2 separate regions of the Oryctolagus cuniculus genome follow, and region 1 is linked to region 2. The links are chromatin contacts, called in public Hi-C maps. All regions are on one chromosome and are shown on one strand. The core of a region is the stretch at or near the end of the contact, and the rest is flanking DNA. Distances in the headings are between cores, read along the strand shown. Region 1 holds the start of PTPRB (protein tyrosine phosphatase receptor type B). Region 2 overlaps PTPRB (protein tyrosine phosphatase receptor type B).

The links. A called contact is a pair of places that touch in the nucleus more often than the background predicts.
Region 1: a Hi-C map of an unstated tissue shows a contact between it and region 2, with 1.6 times the contacts expected there. The contact joins the promoter of PTPRB here to the enhancer-like site in region 2. A contact is called at or near these places in 3 of 6 Hi-C or Micro-C datasets (ear pinna, psoas muscle and an unstated tissue).

What each region holds. Positions count from the first base shown.
Region 1 is chr11:73,178,468-73,185,411 of mOryCun1.1, reverse strand. It overlaps PTPRB (protein tyrosine phosphatase receptor type B), which reads left to right and starts at 4,205. Exons shown (of 34, transcript XM_008256785.4): 1 at 4,205-4,350; 2 at 5,641-6,036. The coding sequence starts at 4,296. PTPRR (protein tyrosine phosphatase receptor type R) reads left to right here. Exons shown (of 14, transcript XM_008256786.4): 14 at 2,432-3,615. The coding sequence ends at 2,525.
Region 2 is chr11:73,122,415-73,128,596 of mOryCun1.1, reverse strand. The region is part of intron 4 of PTPRB (protein tyrosine phosphatase receptor type B); the gene reads left to right. Among named protein-coding and RNA genes, the nearest start is that of PTPRB, 56 kb to the left of the region's middle. Within about 2 kb of position 2,651, at least 1 of the 8 cell types and tissues checked has an H3K27ac peak or open chromatin away from gene starts, as enhancers often do.

The DNA.
Region 1 (6,944 bases), core at 2,956-5,455, 55 kb before region 2:
AGATCAGAGAGTAACAGGGAAACCAGGCTGTTCAGAAATATTGAGTGAGCACAGGATGTTTAGTCTAGAGAAGAAAAGATTATGAGACTTTGATGGTTGTTTTCCAGCATTGAGAGGCTATTGTGTGACTACAAGGGGAGGCTGAAGACTTTTTTGGTTTATTTCAGCTGAACCATCAGGATGAAAGTTCGAGAGGGCCAAACTCATTCTGATGTCATCAACAATTTTTCTGTAAGCCTTGAGAAAGGCTGCCTCCAAGGGTACCTTGCCCCATAAGCGTTCCGTCAGAAGCTACCAGCCCCTCCTTCACAGGGACTGCTTCCTCTGGCAAAGCTGTATTTCAACAGTGAATGCAAAGAAGGATCTCTGAGGATCCCCCTGGGGCCAGTTCTTTCCCTTCTATTTTCCAAATCGAGTGTAAAGTAACAGAACTTTTCAGATAGTTTCCTGAAGCCTTCAGACCCTCAAGAACTTTGCTAGCCTACAACTAATACAAATGTTCCTCATGTCTCCTACCTTTACCAGCTGAATTCACAGAATGTCATAATAAAATACAGTGCTGACCCACTTAGAGTAATAGTTATTAAAACCCCAAACCCAGACTGTGTCTCCATTCATTCACCAAGTGGACATGCAAAATGCCAGCGCTGACCAGTGCATAAAGGGAAAAATCTTGCCTCAAAGTGAAATAAATGGTGATAGAAAGCTCACAGGCCAGAGCCCAAGAGATGGAGCCCATTTAAGGTTCCACACAGTCTACAGCTCAAATGAGTAATAATGATTCCCAGAGCTGAGGGAATGCCAGAGGAAGGCAGGCACCCCCAAGCTCTTAAGAGCTGCCCTGATATTTACTGTAACTGGCTGTCCAGGTGAGCATCTTCTGCACACCTGCTGTGTCTTTAGGTGTGCCCAGATGTCACCGTCAGACACCTAAGAAAAGGAACAGTAACTATATTCTCATCTGGTCGCTTTTGTTCTTAGCTTCTTACCAGGGAACATTATGGCCAGAAAGTTGTCTTCACTACAAAAAAGCATTCAGTTCTTAGGAAAAAGACCCATGAAATATCCTTTCCAAGAAATTGCTGTCACCAAAAACTATGAATTTATCTTTTTCTTTCTTGCCAAATACATTATTTTGGCATCATGTGGAACCTGCCTGAAAAATCACTATTTGGTTTAGAAGGGTGAAGTCTTACTGCTTGAATATTTATGGAGGTTGACAAGTAAACACAGGCATAAGCCCCGTCTTACTTATTACCATTGACCAGAAATCATGTTACGCTGAAGCAATCTATCTTGTTTTAAAGTTGAAGTGCTTAAGTGACCTGAAAATTATTTTGAATAGTACTAGCAGCCATTAGGAAAAAGCTGGCTAAAACAGAATTAAACTAAGACATAGAATCAGTCCTGTGATTGCAGTTACGGGGACTTCTCTGGACTTCAGGTTGTTACTACTATAATAGTGAGGTTGTTATTCAGTGAGCAGGACAAATTAGTTACAATAATGTCTAATAACCTGGCCAAGCTGAAGAATCGTAATAACAAAGGAGCAAAAGGTGACCCATGTATTGTATATATGAAAACGTAATAAGAAAGTATCATTTTTTTTCTCATGATAGCAACTGCCTTCTAAGCCAATGACAAAAAGGATGCTGATCAGCCAGGAGTGATAATGGGCAAAAGAAAAGGAAAAAAGCAGGAACCAGTTCCTCTTTTTCCAGCAGATTTAAAGACCCACCCACTATTGTGTTTGGATACCCATCACACCCAAAGGCCTCTGTTTCCATAGGCCATTTCAGGATGGACTTTCTTTATCCTTGTAGAAAGCCACATATTACAGCACAGTTTTGTTTGGATAACCTACTTCAATCAACTTTATTACAAATGTATAAGCATAAGTTACATGACAAGGCACCTAAGCAGTAATATTAATACTCCAGTTACATTGAGTTCCTTTAAGCCTCACAACAACCTTACAAAGTAGTCACTGTTCCTGTTCTTTCCTGCTTTGCCAAAAGAGGAAACAGAGTCACAGAGGTTCTTCAGGAACTTTCCCAAGATCACACAGCTGAGAACTGACAAAGTAGATATTTAAACTCAGCCTGGCTGGTTACAAACCCCAAGTTTTAACCATTAGGCTATTTTTTTATCACCTCCCCAGTAATGGTACCCCGGCACAATTCATCAAGTGCCTAGTATGTACCAGGCATGGTGTTAAAACCTTTATATTTATTAACATACTAGTGTTTTATATGTATTCAGTTCACTAATTGAGACATTTAGATACAGGTAAGAGGGAGAACAAAAGAATCTTTAGGTCAGCTTTTCTGTGTGTCCTTGAAATAACATCGTATCTTGAATACAATCTATGTTACTTGAGATTCTAGGATGTTAGCAAAACAGGCTTATTTTTATTATCTCTTCCTTGCAGGGGTGGAATGGTCCAAACCAGTGAGCAGTATGAATTTGTGCACCATGCTCTGTGCCTGTACGAGAGCAGACTTTCAGCAGAAACTGTCCAGTGAGTCACTGAAGACTTAACAGACCACCAGTCTCCCAGGGTGATTAATCAACTTACTGAAAGGAGTTTCCTGCAGTGGAAGGAAAGCTAAGCTCTGAAGCCAGAGCTCAGGATTATGGAAGACTTGGCAACATGTTCAAGATTGCCAGCCCTTTATGTATGCGAATGTATCTGTAAGCATCCCTCAAGTTTTTCTGAAGGTCCTATGCTGATGGAGGTATGAGCTATTTCTCACACAGCCTAAGGCAGATCTTGTTTTGTCTGTGACTATCTGCCACACAGAATGTATGTATGTAATATCCAGTGATCCATGTCATCAGGTGATGACTGGAAGAGCTGCTGAAGAAATTATTATTAATTATTATTGTGTGTTTAGATGCTTTAATGTTTGCAAAATCTGTCTTGTGAATGGACTGTCAGCTAAACTGTTAAACTGTTCCTGTTGTAAGTGCTATTACCTTTCTCAGTTACCAGAATCTTGCTGCTGAAGTTGCAAGTGATTCATAATGGATTTTTAAAAAGTAAGTTTTGTTTTTGAAAAAAGAAATCAAAAGCAGTAACTATTTTATATGGAAATATGTCTTGATATTATTACCTACTACATGTGTATTTACAGTACCTCCTGTCAACTACAGAGCACAATGATTGTCATTGGATATATATGTATTTACTATCTATTAGTGAGCATAGAGGTAGCTCCTGCTCCAGAACTCGATCCAATGTATTTCTACATCATGAGGCATTTTACTTTAAAGAGAAACACAAATTTGTAACAACTATGAAGTATCAAGAATTTTAAATACTTGTCTCTCTTTTACTAAGAAGAGGTTTTTGAATATGCTCTCTACCTGGACTCTCTCTCCCAGTCAAAGGCAGGTGCCTTTGGGAATGATGCAATCTGTCCCATTTCCAGAAGTTCTTCCTAAGGACACTGCCATGTATGTCCTTAAGTTTCTGAAAGGTTTTAATCCTCCAGATACAAAGTTCAAACAACTACACTCAGCAAACACTAGATGTTCTGCTCAAGTATGAATTTTTATTGCAACAATGTTGACTTTCTTTGATACTGCCAATAAACTACTCTTAATACTAAATATGGACTAAAGCGTATTCTTTTTTTTCTTCCTCCCTTATTTGAAAAGAAGCCATCATTGGTTTGGGGAAGCCTAAAGTAGAGAATGCGATGGGTTTAATTTTGGTCTCTGCATCGTCCCATCTCCTCAAAATGTAATATTGTCATCTCTTGGGAGACAATGATCTCCAAGTGCCATCATTATGTGGTTCTCCTTGACAGACTCCCAGCATATCATTACACAAAGAGTACATGTTTCTGTCTCTATCACTTGTCATAGACCCTCATAAATTACATGGTTGGTGTTCTTTCAGCAGAGTCGCATCACCTGGAGAGATGTTTAGGAACATCCAATTACCCATGATTGCAACTCCCTTTTCCCCTGTCGAGGTTAAGGAGTAGTCACGTGCCAAGCAGATAGGCAGGTGAAGATTTTATGAGGTTGATTCTGCTCCTGGAGGCTAGATCTGTGTTTTAAAAGAGAGAGAGCAAGAGAGAGCTTTGTTGCTAATCCCTTCTTTCTAAGGAAACAGACAAAAGGACACTGGTGTAAAACTTCCCCAAACAATTCAATTGGAGGAAGTGCTCGTCACTGACTTTTCCCCCACCATGAAGGCACATTTCCTTCCTAGCCTTTGCTTCTCTTATCTGGGAGAATTTTTTTTCCCCCCAAGCGAAGCATGAACCGTTGTTAAGTGGAAAATGGAGGCTGAATTTTACATGGCGATTCTTAGCTGCTTGATCTTCGGGAACTTGGGTGAGTGGCTCTGCCTCAGTTTCCTGAGGTATTTCTCCCAGGTCTGGCAGAGGAGTCCCTGGCCTTAGAAAAGTGTCTAGAAAAAGGCAGACATGGAACCAGCTCTCCATGACAGTTTAGCCAAAGACGATGAGATGGGGGAATCCAAGGGGCCAGCTGTGCCCAGATTGTTTAGATTTCTCTCCTGAAGAAAATAACGCTCTGCTTGTGTCCCTCCAAAGTGCCCTGGGCAGCCCCTGAAGTGGCACCATGATAGCAGAAAGAACTCTGAGGAGAAAGTTCTTGTGATTTTTGTTAACAGCCTGTAACACGCTGCATGCTTTTTTCCCAGTCAAGTTATAGTTTTGTTTTCTTTTGTCTTAAAGAAAATGTAAGAAATATGATTAAAGGGGGCAGGAATTGTGTTTTATTTGGAAGGAATGGATATTTCTGTGGAAAGTTGGGCAATTTAAGTAAAAGCTCATTGAAAATGGTTTCTGAGGCTGCATATCTCATCTTTTAATGCTGATATTTAACAGTTGGTTTGCTTACATCATGAAATGCTGATTTTTAAAGAATTTGTTAGTGTTTGAGGGAAAAGTTGTAGACACTGTCACAAAACAAATGCTTCTCTCCAGAACAATGAGAAACTTAGTTTGTGATAACCAACATTTTCATTGGTTGTTTGTTAGATAGAATGGTGTGCTTGGAATAATGAGAAGGTGCTTTAAAATAAATATATCCAATTTAAAAAAAAAGTCCATACTATGCCCTTCATATACAAATATTTATTGTGATGTGAATTTAAGGATTGGAAAGAGTTTGATTTTTTTGGTTTGTTTTTGCAATAGGGAAGAAGGTGATACGGAGAGAATCAAATGGTTAAAGGGGGAATTCAGCTTTTTGTAATTAGCATATTTAACTAATTGGGTTAAAATAGAAAAATCACACAGTATTTGACTGTCTTTGCTTTTCCAAAGGAAAGCCATATTCTTTGGATGGTTTTATTTTTCCAAGCTTCCTTTCATTTTTTCAAGGAAGGTATGCTTTCTTCATTAAATCATAAGAAAGGTTAAAAAATTAAAAAGGGAAGGGAGAGTTAAAGTGTGACATTTTGGCATTTTACATTGTCAGCTTTGGGATTTTCAGTCACATGTGTTACTCTCTGGGAATACTCAATTGGAATGACAGCCATGGCAAATCTAAGTGAACCTAGGATGTTCAGTTAGATGACTTGTGGATAGGGTGTTTTGTTTTTCAGTGGATCTTAGAATTTACTATACAGTATTTGATGAGCTTTTCATCTTTCAGAGGGGTTTCAGATTGTCCATGTGCAGAAACAACAGTGCCTTTTCATAAATCAGAAAGTGGTCGTGGGCTCATGCAATGGGACCAGCCAGAACCAGCAGTGGCAGTGGACTGAGGATGGGAAGCTCCTTCACGTCAAATCTGCGCGGTGCCTGGGCATCTCCAGTGCCTCTGGTGGCCCCTCTAGAACAGCCATCGTCACCCTCTGCTCCCAGGCACCCCACTGGACCTGCTACGATCAGGAAGGGTACCTTGAGATGGAAAACGCCTCTTTCTTTCTCAAGAAACAAGGCCCCAGGGTAGTGGTCAAGAAGGGCAAGAAATATCTCCATAGTTGGATGAAAATAGATGTCAACACAGAGGGGAAATTGGTCAATGGAAGCCTCTGCTTGAAAAAAGGTGAGCGATTCCTTCCAGAACCCATTCTGCAAAGTCCTTCTGCTAAATATCTTATTTGTACACATTCATGGATGGTCCACATGCCCTAACATATTTCCTATGGAAGACTCCTAAGCTGATGAAAGTGGATTGTGTGGTGCCCAATGATGGAACTCTCATGAAAACAAACCAAACTTTACTCTATCACCCACTCTTCCTTTCTTCTCTTGATGCTTTTGTTAATCCAACCAGTATTTCTTGATCTTCTCTTTATGACAGACACTATGATTAAGTACTCCTAGATGTGAGCACCTATGTCCAAGCATATACACAGAACAGACGTATGTAATGACAAAAGTCAATAATCAGGAAATTGTTTGACATTTCTATTCTCTGATGGTAGGGAATACATCATCACAGATACAAGGATACTTAAAGTTTGTGGACAATGAAATTAAAAGATATGTTTAGATTGGTGCCAAAATCTTGAAATCCATGCATAATTTATTTATGATACACATTCTCCATGAACTTTCATTTTAAAACATCAAAACTGCTTTTTCCCAGAAAGACCATAAATTGTACTTTTGAAAACCTCTTGTATTGATGTTTGAGGGCAGATTTCATTTGAAGTTAACATACTTTGGAAATGGTAAAAGTCAAATGAGCACCCACAGATTTTTCTAACTTGTTGACCAGCAACAGATTCTTAGTTGGCTTTAATGGATTCAAATATGAACACGTAGAAACACTAATATGTTGATGTACAAACAGCACATGTTTCAGTGCTAAACTAGGAATTTTTGTCTCTGGAATATACATGCAGTTTGATCTTTCAGTTAATCATTTTATTGCAAGTTTACTCTTTGATTGGAGATTTGCTTGAGGAAGTTGTGATAGATAAACTAACAGAATCACAAATAGACCCT
Region 2 (6,182 bases), core at 1,402-3,901:
TCCTAGATATCCATTTTGATTTTTTTGTTGATTGACAAAATATGCAGTTCATGACATAATTTTCCATGCAAGACAGCTGAGGTGTGACAGAAAGTACATGCAATGTGGAGCCAGGTATTAGAAGCTCAGTAGTGCTGCCTGTTACTCCCATCCAACACGAGTGAGTCATTTAGTGTCTCTGAGCCCCTATTCCAGCTGAAAGAGTACATTGTACACTACCAGATCCTACACAGGTATAATGTGGTGCTAACACACCTTCAAGAAAGGTGTTTGGCACCATTCATAGATTTAAAGTTGAATTTGTTTCCAAAATAAATATACTCATTTCAAATTCTGAACAGTCTGGAAACTTCTACATCAATATACTAATGTTTTAATGGCTGTGTCATGACAAATTAGTAAGTATTGCTTGTATCATTAGCATAACTAAGTCATTATAAGTAGAACTCTCATTCTAAGTCTCATTTTTTAAAAATGTAAAAGAATTCATTTTGGTTAGGAAGGTTTGTTAAACTTTGTCTTTTGCTTTAAGAACAGAAAAATTGGGTTGACAACAAGCTGACATATGAAATTCTGGAACTTCCTTTTTTTGTTTAAGATTTATTTATTTTCACAGTTACAGAGAGAGGGAGACATATATAGAGAGAGATCTTCCATCTGCTGGTAGGCTCCCCAAATGGCCACAATGGCCAGGGCTGGGCCAGGCCGGAGCCAGGAACTTCATCTGGATCTCCCCTGAGGGTGCAGGGGCCCAAGCACTTGGGCCCTCTTCCGCTGCTTTCTCAGGCCCATTAGCAGGAAGCTGGATTGGAAGTGGAGCAGCCAGGACTTGAAGCAGCACACATGTTAGATGCTGGCCCTGCAGACAGCAGATCAACCTGCTGTACTACAACACTAGCCCCTGGACTTCTTACTGCTGGTAGATTCAATTTAGAACATCAGATGAATACTACAGGACTTGGCATTCCATTTTTTAGGTCTCTCTGGAACCAAGAAATACAAAAATGTCTTAAATTTATAGCTAATGATAAATTTTGGCATAATGATTACGACTAAAATACTGAGTTATGGGTTTTGACAATCCTATATTTTGTAACACTTCACTATTACCATGTAAAAGAGTGAGGACTAGAGAAAACCAGAAAAGTTGTAGATGCACACATGTGTATTGATTCCTCCTAATCTTCATAAAAATTTTTTAAAGATTTATTTATTTGAAAGTCAGAGTTACACAGAGAGAGGAGAGGCAGAGAGAGAGAGGTCTTCCATTCACTGGTGTACTCCCCGGTTGGCCACAACAGCCAGAGCTGTGTCAAATGTAGCCAGGAGTCAAAAGCTTCTTCCAGGTCTCCCACGTGGGGGCAGGGGCCCAAGGACCTGGGTCATCTTCTGCTGTTTTCCCAGGCCATAGCAGAGAGCTGGATGGGAAGTAGAGCAGCTGGGACTCGAACTGGTGCCCATATGGGATGTCGGCACTGCAGGAGGCGGCTTTACCCATATGCCATAGCACCAGCCCCTAATCATCATTAATTGCATAAGTCAAGTAGGACTTTAAGATTATTTGTTTGGGCTGGCACCGCAGCTCAATAGGCTAATCCTCCACCTGTGGCGCTGGCACCCCAGGTTCTAGTCCCTGTTGGGGCACCAGTTCTGTCCCGGTTGCTCCTCTTCCAGGCCAGCTCTCTGCTGTGGCCCGGGAAGGCAGTGGAGAATGGCCCAAGTGCTTGGGCCCTGCACCCGCATGGGAGACCAGGAAAAGCACCTGGCTCCTGGCTTTGGATCAGCGTGGTACGCCAGCCACAGCAGCCACTGGGGGGTGAACCAACGGAAAAGGAAGACCTTTCTCTCTGTCTCTCTCTCTCACTGTCCACTCTGCTTGTCAAAAAAAAAAAAAAAATTTCTTTGTTTGAAAGGCAGAAATAGAGAGAGAATGAGAAAATGAATGAACTTCCATCTGCTGGTTCACTCTCCAAATGGCCACAAGGGCCAGGACTGGGCCAGGCTGAAGCTAGGAGCCAGGCACTTTATCTGGTCTCCTATGTGGGTACAGGGGCCCAAAGACCTTCTGCTGCTGCTTTCCCAGGCACATTGGCAGGGAGCTGGATGGGAAGTGGAGAAGCTGGGACTTGAACTGATGCCCATAAGGGATACTGGCATTGCAGGTGGCAGCTTAACCTGTTATGCCACAATGCTGGCCCCAGGGACTTTCTAATTATATATGACCTGTCATATAATCATATAATGAGAAGATCACGGTAATATTTTAATTTTCAAGTAACCTTAAAAGTCTGCCTTCTCCCTCCTTTTGTCTCCCTCCCCCATTATTTCCAGCCTTCCTAACTTTTTCTGAGGACACACACACACCCTGTGCACACATACACGCAAAATCAGCATCCACAAGAGAACTATCTGATTTGTGTCTTATAAACTACTGGAAAAATGTTAATACTGCCGAGTTTTCATCGGGCCTAGATGACAAAGAAGTCTGAAGATTCTTTAACGTCTGCAGCGTGCACAGCAATAGTGGACAACTGCCAGCAAAGGGCTTTATCACAGTATAAATGGGGCTTTAAGTGTTTGTTTCCAGTGCAGGTTCTTGCAGCCCAGGCACTTCCCAGTCGCATTGTTCCTTTGTTCTAGCGGATGTACAAAGGATTGAGTGTTTTGTTTTCTGGCTCAGAGAGATTAGATAAAGTCTGCATTTCTGAACTTCACCCTCTAGGCACGCAATGTTAAAATCCATTTTCATTCACTCATTTTGCAGATTATGTAGAGATCAAAATGATCATAACATCATTTTCCCTCCACTTTCTCTGGCTTGGTTGTAGATGTAGATGATGGTATCGATTGCTTGAAGCAGCTGCCCCTTTCATCCTGCTCCTTGAAACACCACTTCAGCAAAAATGCACCTGCCTGCTTGGGCACAGCAGCATTGATCTTGAGTTTCGAATCTCATGGCAGTGAAATGCCTTCTGCTTGCCAGGCAACAAGTAAACTTTGTGTGAAGGGAAATTATCTTCTTTCCTTTGATTATAACATCCTTAATTATAGGCTGTTACTAGTAGCATAGAACATTTAAGTAATATTACCTCTTCCCCACAAACACTATTGTTTTTCCTTAAGAACTTATAAATAAGAGTCATTTGGCGCATTTTTTAAAGTGAATACATGAGAATAAACTGATAAGATGTTATCAAGGCCTTTTTAATGAGTAAGGCAATTAAGGCTATTATCAATTTAGTTTCAAAAATTTTTATTATACTTTTGCCTCCGTTTTGCCAGTAATTCAGAGGAAAATACTTTGCTTCTGATCAAGTAGACAAAACTAAGTTTGTATTATTCAATGTCCATTATGATCCAGGTAAGCTGATGGGAAAATGGAGGCCTAGATAGGGTAAGTAACGTGCTCAACGTCTCACCACTGATAAGTGATGGAGCTGAGATTTAAGTTCCCTGATCCCAAAGGCCACAGTCTCTACCACTACGTCTCACTGCTTCTGAGGCAATGTCTTCAGATTGTAGGATTAATGGTAATGGTTAACACTGAGCATTTACTGCATGCCAGGCATGGTTCTAGTGCTTTTCTTTAAAAAAAAATTATTTATTTATTTGAAAGTCAGAGTTACACAGAGAGAGGAGAGGCAGAGAGAGAAAGAGAGGTCTTCCATCATTGGTTCACTCCCCAGATGGCCGCAATGGCCGGAGCTGCACCAATCCGAAGCCCAGAGCTTCTTCCTGGCCTTCCACGTGGGTGCAGGGGCCCAAGGACTTGGGCCATCTTCTACTGCTTTCCCAGGCCATAGCAGAGAGCTGGATCTGAAGAGGAACAGCTGGGACTAGAACTGGCGCCCATATGGGATGCTGGCACTTCAGGCCAGGGCTTTAATTCACTGCACCACAGCGCCAGCCCCTCTAGTGCTTTTCTTAAAAAAAAATAATAATAATTCAGTTGAAAGGCAGAGTGGTGGAGAGAGGAAGTCACAGAGAGAAGGACCTTCCATCTGCTGATTCACTTCCCAAATGACCTCAACAACCAAGGCTGGGCCAGGTCAAAGGCAGGAGCCATGAACTCCACGTCTCCCACATTGAAGATAGCGGCGCAAAGACGTGGGCCATCATCTGCTGCCCTCTCAGGAGCGTTAGCAGGAAGCTGAATCAGAAGCAGGGTAGTCAGGACTTAAATTGGTGTTTCATATGGGATTCTGATGTCACAAGCAGCAACTTAATGTGCTGCACCTCAACACCAACGTCTCTAAGTGCTTTTTATAAAATGCTCAAGTTAACATTTATAACAATTCTACTAAAAAGATACTGTTATTAACATTATTATACCATTGCACAGGGGAAGCGCGGGGAGGTTAAGGAATCGCCCAAAGTACAGTTACAAAATAAGAGAGCCAGATTCAAGCCCAGGCCACCAGAACAGAAGCTGCACTCTTGAGAGAAGCCCAAAGCTATGTTCTGTGGTGAGCCAGGCAATCTTGTCTTCCAAGGGCTGTCTTAATTTCTGCTGCCTTGACTTACTTATTCATTGTTGATATTATAAAATATTAAGTGTCTATATTGAGTTTTTGAAGTATGGTGCACTCCTCCTATAAATTATATCATAGGCTGTAAGAAACCTATGGTCTCTGTTGGTCGTTTACATGTAGTCTTATGGGCTATATGTCCATAAGTGCTTTTTTAGTGTAGAGTGAGGTTATCATATTTTTTTGTTTGTTATTATGCTACTCACAAGTGAACAACTTCTTAAAACATGTACTGTTCTAAGAAGGTCTGGAATTCCTGATGTTCTATTGTGAGCAACATACAGCCCACCAGGATATGAATAAGAATTGAGGTCTCTATAGCCATGGCACAAAAACATTTCACCTGACCCTAAAAAATTGGTCTCTAGGGACAGGTGTTTGGCAGAGCCGTTAAGACACCATTTGGAATGACCACATCCCTTACTGGAGTGCCAGGTTCAAGTTCCAGCTTTAGGCTACTGCACACCATGAGAGTCAGCAGATAATGGCTCAAGTACTTTGGTCCCTGCCTCCCACATGAGAAAGCTGGATTGAATTCTGAGCTCCTGGCTTCAGTCAGGCTCAACCCCCGCGTCTGAGGAGTGAACCAGCAGAAAAAGATTCATTCTCTCTCTCTCTCTCTCTTTCTTTCTCTCTCTCTCCCCCCCTCCCTCTCTCCTTTTCAAGTAAGAATGAAAATTTTAAAAATATCCTTCTCCCACTTTAAATCAAGAACCATGCAGGATTTATGACAACATCTCATATGTGGACAGCTGTCAGCAGTCCTATCAGTATTCAGAGTAGAGACAGCCTTATTTCTCAGCTTCTACTCCCTACTGTACCTAAGAAATAGCTTCTTGCTGAATACCATTGACCTAGTTCCTAACCCAGTGGTGTGCCTTTCATCTACTTCAAGTTCACCAGTGGAGACTCATCACAGGCAAAGCAGGACTCCTAAGACTTACCCATGACTTTGAAAGTTGAAATGAATAACTGGGTGCAAGACTTTTCCCTCCTCACCCACTACTGAGACTAGGGCCCCAAAAGTGAGATTTTTATTTTAATCTATGGACATAGAAAACTCCAGCTGTTGGGATATTCCATTTTGGTGAGAAGACCTACTTTATGCTCATTATTAGATCTGTATCTTTTATGATTATCTAATAGCTAAAAATCACCCAAACTTATGTAGATTTGACACCACAATCCACAACTTGGGAAAAAGTTCAATTATTATTATTATTATTATTATTTGGACAGGCAGAGTGGACAGTGAGAGAGAGAGAGACTGAGAGAAAGGTCTTCCTTTGCCGTTGGTTCACCCTCTAATGGCCGCCGCGGCTGGCACGCTGCGGCCGGCACACCGCGCTGATCCGATGGCAGGAGCCAGGTACTTCTCCTGGTCTCCCATGGGGTGCAGGGCCCAAGCACCTGGGCCATCCTCCACTGCACTCCCTGGCCACAGCAGAGAGCTGGCCTGGAAGAGGGGCAACCGGGACAGAATCCGGCGCCCCGACCGGGACTAGAACCCGGTGTGCCGGCGCCGCAAGGCGGAGGATTAGCCTAGTGAGCCGCGGTGAATTATTTTTTAATATCTATATTTTCTGTTGAGATCTTCAGTATTTGTCTAGAGACAGCCTGGAATTTTTTTAATGTTTGAAATGTTTACTAAAC